Linked DNA regions of Zea mays: regions 1 and 3 are each linked to region 2. The links are chromatin contacts, called in public Hi-C maps. All regions are on one chromosome and are shown on one strand. The core of a region is the stretch at or near the end of the contact, and the rest is flanking DNA. Distances in the headings are between cores, read along the strand shown. Region 1 holds the start of LOC100191828 (CBS domain containing protein). Region 2 overlaps LOC100281827 (Mitochondrial import receptor subunit TOM20-4). Region 3 holds the start of LOC100382514.

Region 1 (2,836 bases), core at 238-2,737, 690 kb before region 2:
TGGCTAAGGAACCTCTACATCCATATCAATTCATAAATATCAACCATAAACTCATAAGATCAAATCTAAAGCAAAATGGGAGGGCTATTCAACTCTGTCCAAAAGGTGCTGAATCAGCATTCTTGAATGCTACTACAAAATCAAACTTGATCAGTTATGCGACACAGAGTGCATGATGAATACTGTAGCAGATATTATGTGGGAAATTTCATTCCCATCCTATCCATGACAACAAGAACAAGGTGGACAGGTTTGGTAGACAATTAGCATTTGATTGTACAAGAGCAACCTGACAACCCAATCACCGGAGTAGTTTAACCATAACCAATTTCATCTCTAAAAAAATCAGAGGGTGTAGGAACAACCTTTTGCCCGCATCTTCCTCCAGAGGTCAAACTAATAGTATGATTCAGATAAGACAAAGATCAACCACCAGACCACATTAAAAAAAAGCTGACCCAGCCGGAGTAAAAAAAGCAGGGGTTAATCCAGCCTCCAGCAAAGTAGGAGACACAGACACGGTAATAAATGAACTGGAAGAGTATATCGCCTTCACATACAACGTGAACCTGTTCGCTTGCACAACCTGAACACAATTCTCCTCGAGTCCGTTCGCGGATCAATGACGAGAAATGGAATGGCACACATGTTAAGAAAGATCAGATCCTTTCAGCGCTTGACGCTGGTACGATTCGATCCCATCTTTGGTAATGGATGGATGGGTGAGTCATCAGTGAAAACAGGCACTAGAAACCAAGCGAGTCGGTAACGCTACAGGACGGCAGGTAGGACGGGATCAAGCAGAGACAGTCTCACCTGGTACCCGGATCGATCTCCCTGAGCAGCGCAGGATTGGGCTGCACGACCTCGCCGACGACGGCGCGCATGGAGCGATCCCCGACCCCCGCGGAGGCGACGAAGGCAGCGATGTCGAGCGCGGAGATCATGCCGATGAACCTGGCCCCCGAGGGCGGGTCGTCCGGCGCGGCCCTGGGGCGCCAGACGGGCACGGCGCCCTCGGGGCTGGCGGCGATGGCGCGCGCGGCGTCGTCGAGCGTGTCGGTGTCGTGCAGCTCGGCGACCTCGGGCTTGCCGACGGTGAGGTCGCCGACGACGTGGTGGAAGAAAACGGCGGCCATAGGGGGTGGCGGGAGGCGAGGGGAGGCTGGAGGCTATAAGAGGGAGTGGAGGAGGAGCAGGTGGAGCAGCAGGCTGGAGGGGCCGAGGCCGAGCCCGCCCCCGGCGGAGAAGAAGGCGACGGAGGAGGTGGGGCGGTCACCGGCGGCGCGGGTGCAGGGATCGCCGGCCATTTCGGTGGGAGGGAAAGCCCATTAAAAGCCGGGGCAAGGGGGGAATTGCGGGCGGCGGAGTCTGACGAGCGCTGCTGCGGAAGGCTAGGCCCTCCTTCTGATGAGCGAGCGATGGGCGGGGGCGAACGGGCGATCCGAGGGAGCGAGGCGAGAGAAACACGGCCGCGAGCGTCGCGGAGGTCGTGGTGTGGTGTGGGTGTGGCCCCGCGGTGGAAGAAGCTGGAGCTGGCAGAGAGAGAGAGAGAGCGGATGGGCAGCTAAAAGTCTTAAACGCCCTTTATTTATAAATCATCGTTTAATTTTTTAAAATCTTTTAACAGTTTTTCAATATCTTATGCGCAATAAAATTATCATAGTTTTCCAACTTCGACAATAAAGAACGAAATAGAAGATACTTTATATTAACATGTCTAATTAAAGAACCTATTGAAAGGAGTCTCTTGCTCTAATGAAGAGCGATTAAGGCCCTGTTTGGAGCCTCTTGTCAGTGGCTAATAATTAACCTATAAATAATTAGCTAGCAAAATTTAGCTAGAATATGCTTGGAGTTTTGTCTAATAGACGACCTAGCTTAGCGAATATGACGATGATGATGATTGGCTAAAGTTCTTACATACAGCGAACACACCGGGAGCTTTCGCTGTTCCAGCTTCGCGAGGTTGTTGTACGTTTCTCGCTAAACTCCAATCATTACAGCATTTCAGTTTCGTCATTACGTTGATCCGAAACGCTGCTGTTTCTGTTTGTCAGTTGTCACTGCTGCCGTGTTGGTTTGCTTATATAACTCCTTTATTTTTTTTCTAAAATGTCATTTAATAATGGTTGAGATAGCGGAAACCACCGCATTTTTAAGGCCATGTAAGCAATGATATTGTAGGTAGGTAATTTTTGCGCAACTTAATGATGAGGTATGAAAACAGTGTTTTTAAAATATCTTAGAAATTTTCATAAACTGGTTTTTTGTTTCAGGTTTTTTTGAAGCTTAAATTTATGGAGATGAATTTGGATAAAAGAAGCTAAAACAGACCTAAAATTCAAAGTGAAGGGCTTGAGATCGGCCGAGATGACAGCGGAGGATTTATAGTTGTACGACAGGCGGATCGGATCTGGCAAAGGTAGGACAAAATTGTGTACGGCGGAACGGAATCCGTGTTACTACTTGCGCTTGCGCCCGCCTCTCTCCTCCGTGTCCGTGTGTCCTTTACCGAACAGGAACGTGCAGTCTCTGTCTCCGTCTCCGTCAGATGAGAGGTGCGCGAGCTAGTCACCGGCAAATGACTCATCGCCTCCAGTTTGTTGCCCCGCAACCGCAATGTGTGAAAGCCGATTAGACCCTACGCATAGTCATGTATATCCTACGTGTTAGCGAATACAACTTCCCCCAACAAGAGGATCCAATTGATCTGGGGAAAACGACGCCTAGTTTGCACAACGACCTGCCAGGCGCCAGCCAAGAAAGGAACACGCTTTCCATACATTCTCGTCGTCTTCTCCGCACGGCCATCTCATAAAACAAGAACAAAAAA
Region 2 (3,104 bases), core at 321-2,820:
GGGTGGCTGGGCGGTGAGTCCGCCACTAACTTGAAGAAATGTAATATCCCAAAGGAGATGTGTTTGGATAGAAGTGATTGGAAAAAAGCCATCCACGAGCCCGAATCGTGATTAGGCCTTTTCTATTTTAGTTCTCTCAAAAGGTTTTTCCCCTCCCCTTTCTCTCTCTTTTCTCTTTTTGTGACTTCTTGTTGGGTTTCAACTCTAGCCTACCCAACTTGTTTGGTACTAAAAGGCTATGTTGATGATAGTTTATAATAGTGATTTCATATGGTATGTGGTTTGATGTGTGCCTTGCCTGGTGCCCAATTTAAGCTGACACCATTATTTGCAGCAATCAAGGAAGAAGAAGGACAATGACTTCTGGTACGATGTTTGTGGATGGGTGATCCTTGGCGCCGGCATTGTTGCTTGGGTTGGATTGGCAAGAGCAAGCATGCCTCCCCCGACGCCACCAGCCAGGTGAGAACTGATCGAGTGCCAAGAACGCTTTGCAAATGATGGCATGCCTATATTAAGGTGTCCCAGAACCTTCTAGGTGCTAGTGTTGTATGGAGAGGAGAGAGGTGTTTCCATACGGTTTGCTCAAATTTTCATGCTTGTTCTTTTCGAGCCTCATGTGCTGCTGGATAGTTTTGTACTTTGCTTACCTTGATACCGTTTTGAGGCAAAAAACATACAGTGTTGCGACTTTTTGCGTTCTCTATGAATACTGAATGTTCTCAAATGGTGCCATACATAAAGTGGACATGCTGTTCAACACCGCAAATAAATGTATGCTTTGTTTTTTTTTACGACAGCATGTAGAACTCTGGTGTTCTCAAATTTTGCTTTGTGTAATTAGCTGTAGAATTAGGTTCAACTTTATTCTAAGGATCTTTATCCTCCCGTCGTCATCGAGCCCGTTTGGTTCAACTTTGTTCTAAGTATCTTTTCTGATAATCTGTTTGTGAAAAGAATTTGAGTATTTTCTAGGTCCGGAGGAAAATAAAAGTGTTTATAAGGTTTATGATGTAGGTGACGGTTTTCTAGTATTGTAACGACTAGACCGATTCAGTGTTTACGTTGATGTTAGATGGTTTTGACAAAAGTGACTTTTATAGAAACAATCTAAAAAACTGAGCATTTGGGAGTCTACGGACTACGGTACATAGCTTCTCCGCTTCTCGTGAAGCTGAAAGCAGGGCCATCATCTCCCCGTACCCGTCGCGTACCCTACCAACGTCGTACACCTAAAACCCCGTCCGGGCCGGCCGCAGGTGGGCATTCCTGGAAGATCACGAAAAGGTGGCCTTGGCCCATGGTGGCGTGTCACGCGACGCGCTCGAGCGCGGGCTGATGATGCGTTGGTTGGTGCAGTAACTGCAGGGCCAGTCGGTCTCCTAGGACCTAACTCATGTTCGCTCATGATGGACGGACGCCGACGCGTGCAGGTGCAATGCAACCCGGGTCACGAACGACACCTTCCTCGGTACGAAGCACGATTTTCTGTCTGGCATATACACGGTACGGGCAAATGTTGTGTGGGCTAGAATCAGCAGCACGACCCATTACATAGCTAGCAGGGCTGCTGCTCGTGCTCGGGCGGCCCAATCAACAAACAATAGTTGGCTCGGTGGTGGCCTAGACCGCTAGGAGCCCACCAAAATACCACACCCTTTCGTCTGTTAAACACAAAACACCCCCTCCCCCGGCTCCGGCGGTGCAAATACCCTGCTTCCTAGTTCATAGTGTCGCGTCCTCTCGTTTCCACGTAGAGACGACGATGTGGGTCTCGGACTGGTCGAGTAGACCATGTCAAGATCGATGACCAGACGCCGCGTGCTCTGCCTGTGTTTCAACCAGGCAACCCGTGTCGTGTGCACATCTATATACTACTGGGCCTCGATGTCCTAGCTCGCTCTGACCCGGCACGCCCTCTCCTGTCCATGGCTGATGCACGGACAAGCGCGACTTCAAGGCTGGAGCCGTGTCGCGGCTCGGGGCGTACAGTAAGAGCGTGGTCGCGCGTAGGGGTGGGCACGGCTACGGAGTACGGACACGGATGATGCATGAATAGAAGAAAGCCAAATCAAGCCAAAGCGATGCTTCCTTCCTCCTCACGCCTGCTATGCTATGCTATGCTAGCTTTGCACGCGGGCGCGGCACGTTGACCCGATCGTAGGAGCAGGTTGCTGGCAGCAGCAACAGTGCCGGGGCGCCCGGCCGACCGGACGGACCATCACCGTGCACGCATGCATGGGCGCGCCATGGGTTGTTGCATCGGATCCAATCGGATTAGCACATGCCCCTCCTCGTCCTCGCTCATGCATGCATATCACCACTCCCCGTGTGGCCGATCCATGCATGCATGCATGGCATATAGTATATGAGTGCGTTGCAAGCAGCGTCCGATCCAGAGTGGTACCGTACACGTGGTAGTGATGAATAGCAGTGACCGATCGATCAGTCGTCCATCTCCTCCCGCTCCCCCTGTTGGCTGTCTGCTGCTGGCCCCTCAACTCACCTCACGTGATCGACTACGTGAGTGAGTGACGATCAAGCAAGGAAGGACCATGCATGGCGTTCCTTATCATCAGCAAACCATATTGATTGCGGCTTTTGGTCAACAAACACGTACTACGTTCCGCAGCAACAATAATATCCCCTACTTAATGAGGTGCACGTTCGTTCCCAGGAAAAACCAAAAAAAGATATATATATATATATATATATATATATATATATATATATATATATATATATATATATATATATGTGTATATATATATATATATATATATATATATATATATATATATATATATATATATATATAAAGACATACAGAGAAGCTATATACACGACGGTGTTGTGTAAACTCATCTGCACTAGCGTTTTTTAAATGCCAGTGCTAGAGGACAATAGAAAAAATTTGTATTTTAAAATTTGACAAATTTAGATGCAATTTTTTAGAGTCAAAATGATTTCACATAAAAAAAAGTTGGTAACTATAAAGTTTCTTAACTCTTAGAGATCTTTAACTTTTATGTTTGTGGTTTTTTCATACGAGGCCATTTTAAAAAACTAAAAAAATCAGGATGGACTGAACTGTTTGTTAACGG
Region 3 (3,183 bases), core at 449-2,948, 630 kb before region 2:
ATATAAAATATTATGATGACAAGTTTTGATACGAAATATAAAATGATACCTATTTTTCTCTTCAACAGCTTATCTATCTACATATTCATATTCAAACTTCACTCTGCATCTACAGTGCAAAAATAATGTTTTGGTTAAACTATAGGGCTCGACATGGTCTAAGCTCAAGAAAGACATGACGACAATGATTTAGTGGAGTCAAACAAGAGTGAAATGAGTGCAATATGAAGTGGTAAGAGCATTTTGGAGAGTGAGGGATGTGAACAAACTCAGACATTCCTCTGTTTATAGTATGAATTCTAGGGTTTTTTCGTTTTTTTATTTTTCTATTTTTTGAAATTCAAAATGTCGCGAAACAATCAGAAACTGTCACATTACAACAGACGGTCCGGATCAATAGCGAATGGATCTACAAAGTGCGGGTCATACTGACCGATATGGTTCCAAAATGATCAATATTGACTAGGCTGACTAGTTAGCCGCTCCACCAACTGATTGATCGAACCGACCAGCATTGAGGTCGGATCAGTCGATATTGCTCACCCGCTTCGCCATGTCAGAGGCATTGTGGATCGGCATTAAACTCAGCATAGTAGATTAGTGTACAATACCACACAAGAATCACTACGTCAACTTGAATCTTAGGCCCATTTCCATAACAAATTCTTTTAGCATTGATAGATTATAATATAACATCTCCATGAGCAGTTCTACGGTGGGATAGCGGTGGGATGTGTGGAGCTTGAGCCCTCTTATTGCTCCTGAGCCCATAAAGCGCTACCAAAGCCCCTCCTAAAAATAAAAATGTATATAGTATAATCCCATTATGTATTTAGGTTTTTTTTATCATTCATCAATTATTTAATATAATACTACTTAAACTATTGTTTATGTCTATTTTGAGTGATTTAGTGAGATTATATCGTTGTACCAGTTTAGTTTTCTGGCTCTGTCAATATCTCGCAGAGTTTATATGATCATATCATACAAGCCTTGTATACAAGCCATGTCTAGGGGATGTTTGGTTCTACTGACTAGAGTTTAGTTCATGTCATATCGAATGTTTCAATATCAATTTTAAGTATTAGATATAGTATAATTACAAAACTAATTACATATTTTAAGACTAAATGGCAAGACAAATTTATTAAGTATATCTAACCGATGATTAGAAAGTGTTTATTGTAGCATCGCATAGATTAATTAGAATTTATAGATTTGTATTATCATTTATTTCTCATCTATATAATTAGTTTTATAATTAAATTATATTTAATATTTACAATTGACATTCAAACATTGGACGTGAGAAAGACTAAACTTTAATGTTTGTTTGGGAGAAAAATATCAGAGGATTGGAGGGTCCTACTCCCAAACAGTCCAAAAGTGTCTTGGACTTTAAAAATACTCCGTTCAATGGTCCATGTAATTATCTGATTTCCTTGGTGTACTCCTATTGCGCAGTATCTGATTTAATACTCTGATAATCCAAAAGTGATATTATCAGAGGATTGGACTCATAATATTTTTCAATACTCTGATCCTTGAAAAGTTCATTATCTGATTTCCTTGGTGTACTCCTATTGCGCAGTGCAAGAAAACAGAGAAATATTATGAGTCGCCAATAGTTTTTGTGCTCGGCTGTTTCAGAATTAATAGCCCCCAAGATTTTTTTATTCCACGCCCGTTTCTAAAAAGGGAGAGTATGGCCGCCCCAGCGTCGCCGTACTGTTCCCAGTAAAGACGGCTACTCCTTCCCTCTCCCCCCTTCTCCCCCTCCGTCTTCTTCCCCCAGGGGCATCCGTGTTTTCACTTTTTGCTCCCCCACGTTGAACCTTGATCCTCGTGCTCCCTTTCTTGATTCTTTCTCCGTAGGATCTCTTGCTAGGAGTAGCCTGCCCCGTGTGCGCGCTCGCACGGACATGCTTGTTTCCGCGTCTTGAAAGGCGAGAAAAAGTGGAGATGGGCGCTTGCGCTTCGGTACACAAGGACCCGGGGCACCCCAAGAAGCAGTTTCTTGACTCTCCCACCAAGGCGAAGGCCGCCAACGGGAAGGGTGGCGGGGGCGGCGGTGTTGCTCCGGTTGGTGATGGCTTCGGTGATCTCAAGTCCAAGGTCGACGCTGAGGCTGAGCAGCTGCGGGCAGAGTTTAACCCCAAGAACCCGGATTCTGGTATGCGTGTTTGTTTCTTTGGTCTTTTTCTGAAGAGATGTTCCGATCTTTATCTTCCTATAATCAGTTACTGTAGTTTTTTGAAGTTCTTTGGAGGTAAAGAGCAGATGGGCAGTCAGCTCTTTATGTGAAAAGGAAACTTTTGGGTTTATTTATTCATCTTTTGGGCTTTTGATTTCAGGATTTGACAGCGAAGTGTGGTGTTATCATCGCATTAATCGCTTCTGGAGATCAGTTAGCTTTCTAGGGGTGGGTGATCTTGAACGGAAAACGATTTACGGGAGCTGACTGATTTTGGGCTCTTGTAATGGAAAAGGAGTTTTTAGTTGTTCCTAAGTTTTGTCCTTGAAAATGGAACACTTAATATAAACGAGGATTCTGTTCTACACAAAGTGGATTGCTCTATTGACTGCAGTCCTTCTACCTCGATGTTTGGTTAAGTTCCTTAGGATGCAGTTTTTCCCCTGTAAATTTGCTGAATGGATCCTAAATTGAACTAACACATGATCTTTGTTGCCAAAAAATCAAAAGCCTACTTAATGTTCATTTGTCCAAAAATCAATTGCTACCTCTTGAATCATCAACCTAGCAAGGAATAAATAATCGCTCCGTGTTTCTGTTTTTTCTTACTTATTTGATTAATCTCTTAGCTGAAATTCGTCAAACACGTATGCAAAGATTACTGTTTTCATGAAGAAGAACTTTATATGGAACTTAATTTGCAGGTAGCAAGGATGAAGTGTTCTTCGAATCTCGAGCCTGGTTAGATTCCGACTGCGAGGATGACTTCTACAGCGTGAATGGAGGTAATCAAACCTTTAAACACATGTTTATTTACTATAAATGTTTAAAGAAGTTCTATTCTAGTTTTAGAGATAGCTTCTTATACCCTGGCCCTGCAAAACTGAGATTACTTTGGCACCAGTTAGTGCTCAAGTTGATCGTGCCATTTCCTTTTTTTTAGGTTCTCCTATTATTATACCAGAAACATGTGCAGCGTGGATTGTTCC

The links. Hi-C and Micro-C count contacts between places; a contact is called where the count stands out from the background.
Region 1: a Hi-C map of endosperm shows a contact between it and region 2, with 3 times the contacts expected there. The contact joins the promoter of LOC100191828 here to the enhancer-like site in region 2. A contact is called at or near these places in 4 of 25 Hi-C or Micro-C datasets (endosperm, leaf, leaf mesophyll and 1 more).
Region 3: a contact with region 2 is called in a Hi-C map of ear, with 2.9 times the contacts expected there. The contact joins the promoter of LOC100382514 here to the enhancer-like site in region 2. A contact is called at or near these places in 2 of 25 Hi-C or Micro-C datasets (ear and endosperm).

Annotation. Positions count from the first base shown.
Region 1 is chr3:162,744,232-162,747,067 of Zm-B73-REFERENCE-NAM-5.0, reverse strand. LOC100191828 (CBS domain containing protein) reads right to left here and starts at 1,487. Exons shown (of 2, transcript NM_001137252.1): 1 at 817-1,487. The coding sequence starts at 1,139.
Region 2 is chr3:162,058,272-162,061,375 of Zm-B73-REFERENCE-NAM-5.0, reverse strand. LOC100281827 (Mitochondrial import receptor subunit TOM20-4) reads left to right here. Exons shown (of 6, transcript NM_001368107.1): 6 at 335-690. The coding sequence ends at 466. Among protein-coding and RNA genes, the nearest start is that of LOC100281827, 6.2 kb to the left of the region's middle. Within about 2 kb of position 1,570, at least 19 of the 20 cell types and tissues checked have an H3K27ac peak or open chromatin away from gene starts, as enhancers often do. A contact at or near this core is called in ear, endosperm, leaf and 2 more, where this site is marked.
Region 3 is chr3:162,685,691-162,688,873 of Zm-B73-REFERENCE-NAM-5.0, reverse strand. It overlaps LOC100382514, which reads left to right and starts at 1,698. Exons shown (of 3, transcript NM_001321444.1): 1 at 1,698-2,173; 2 at 2,899-2,979. The coding sequence starts at 1,963.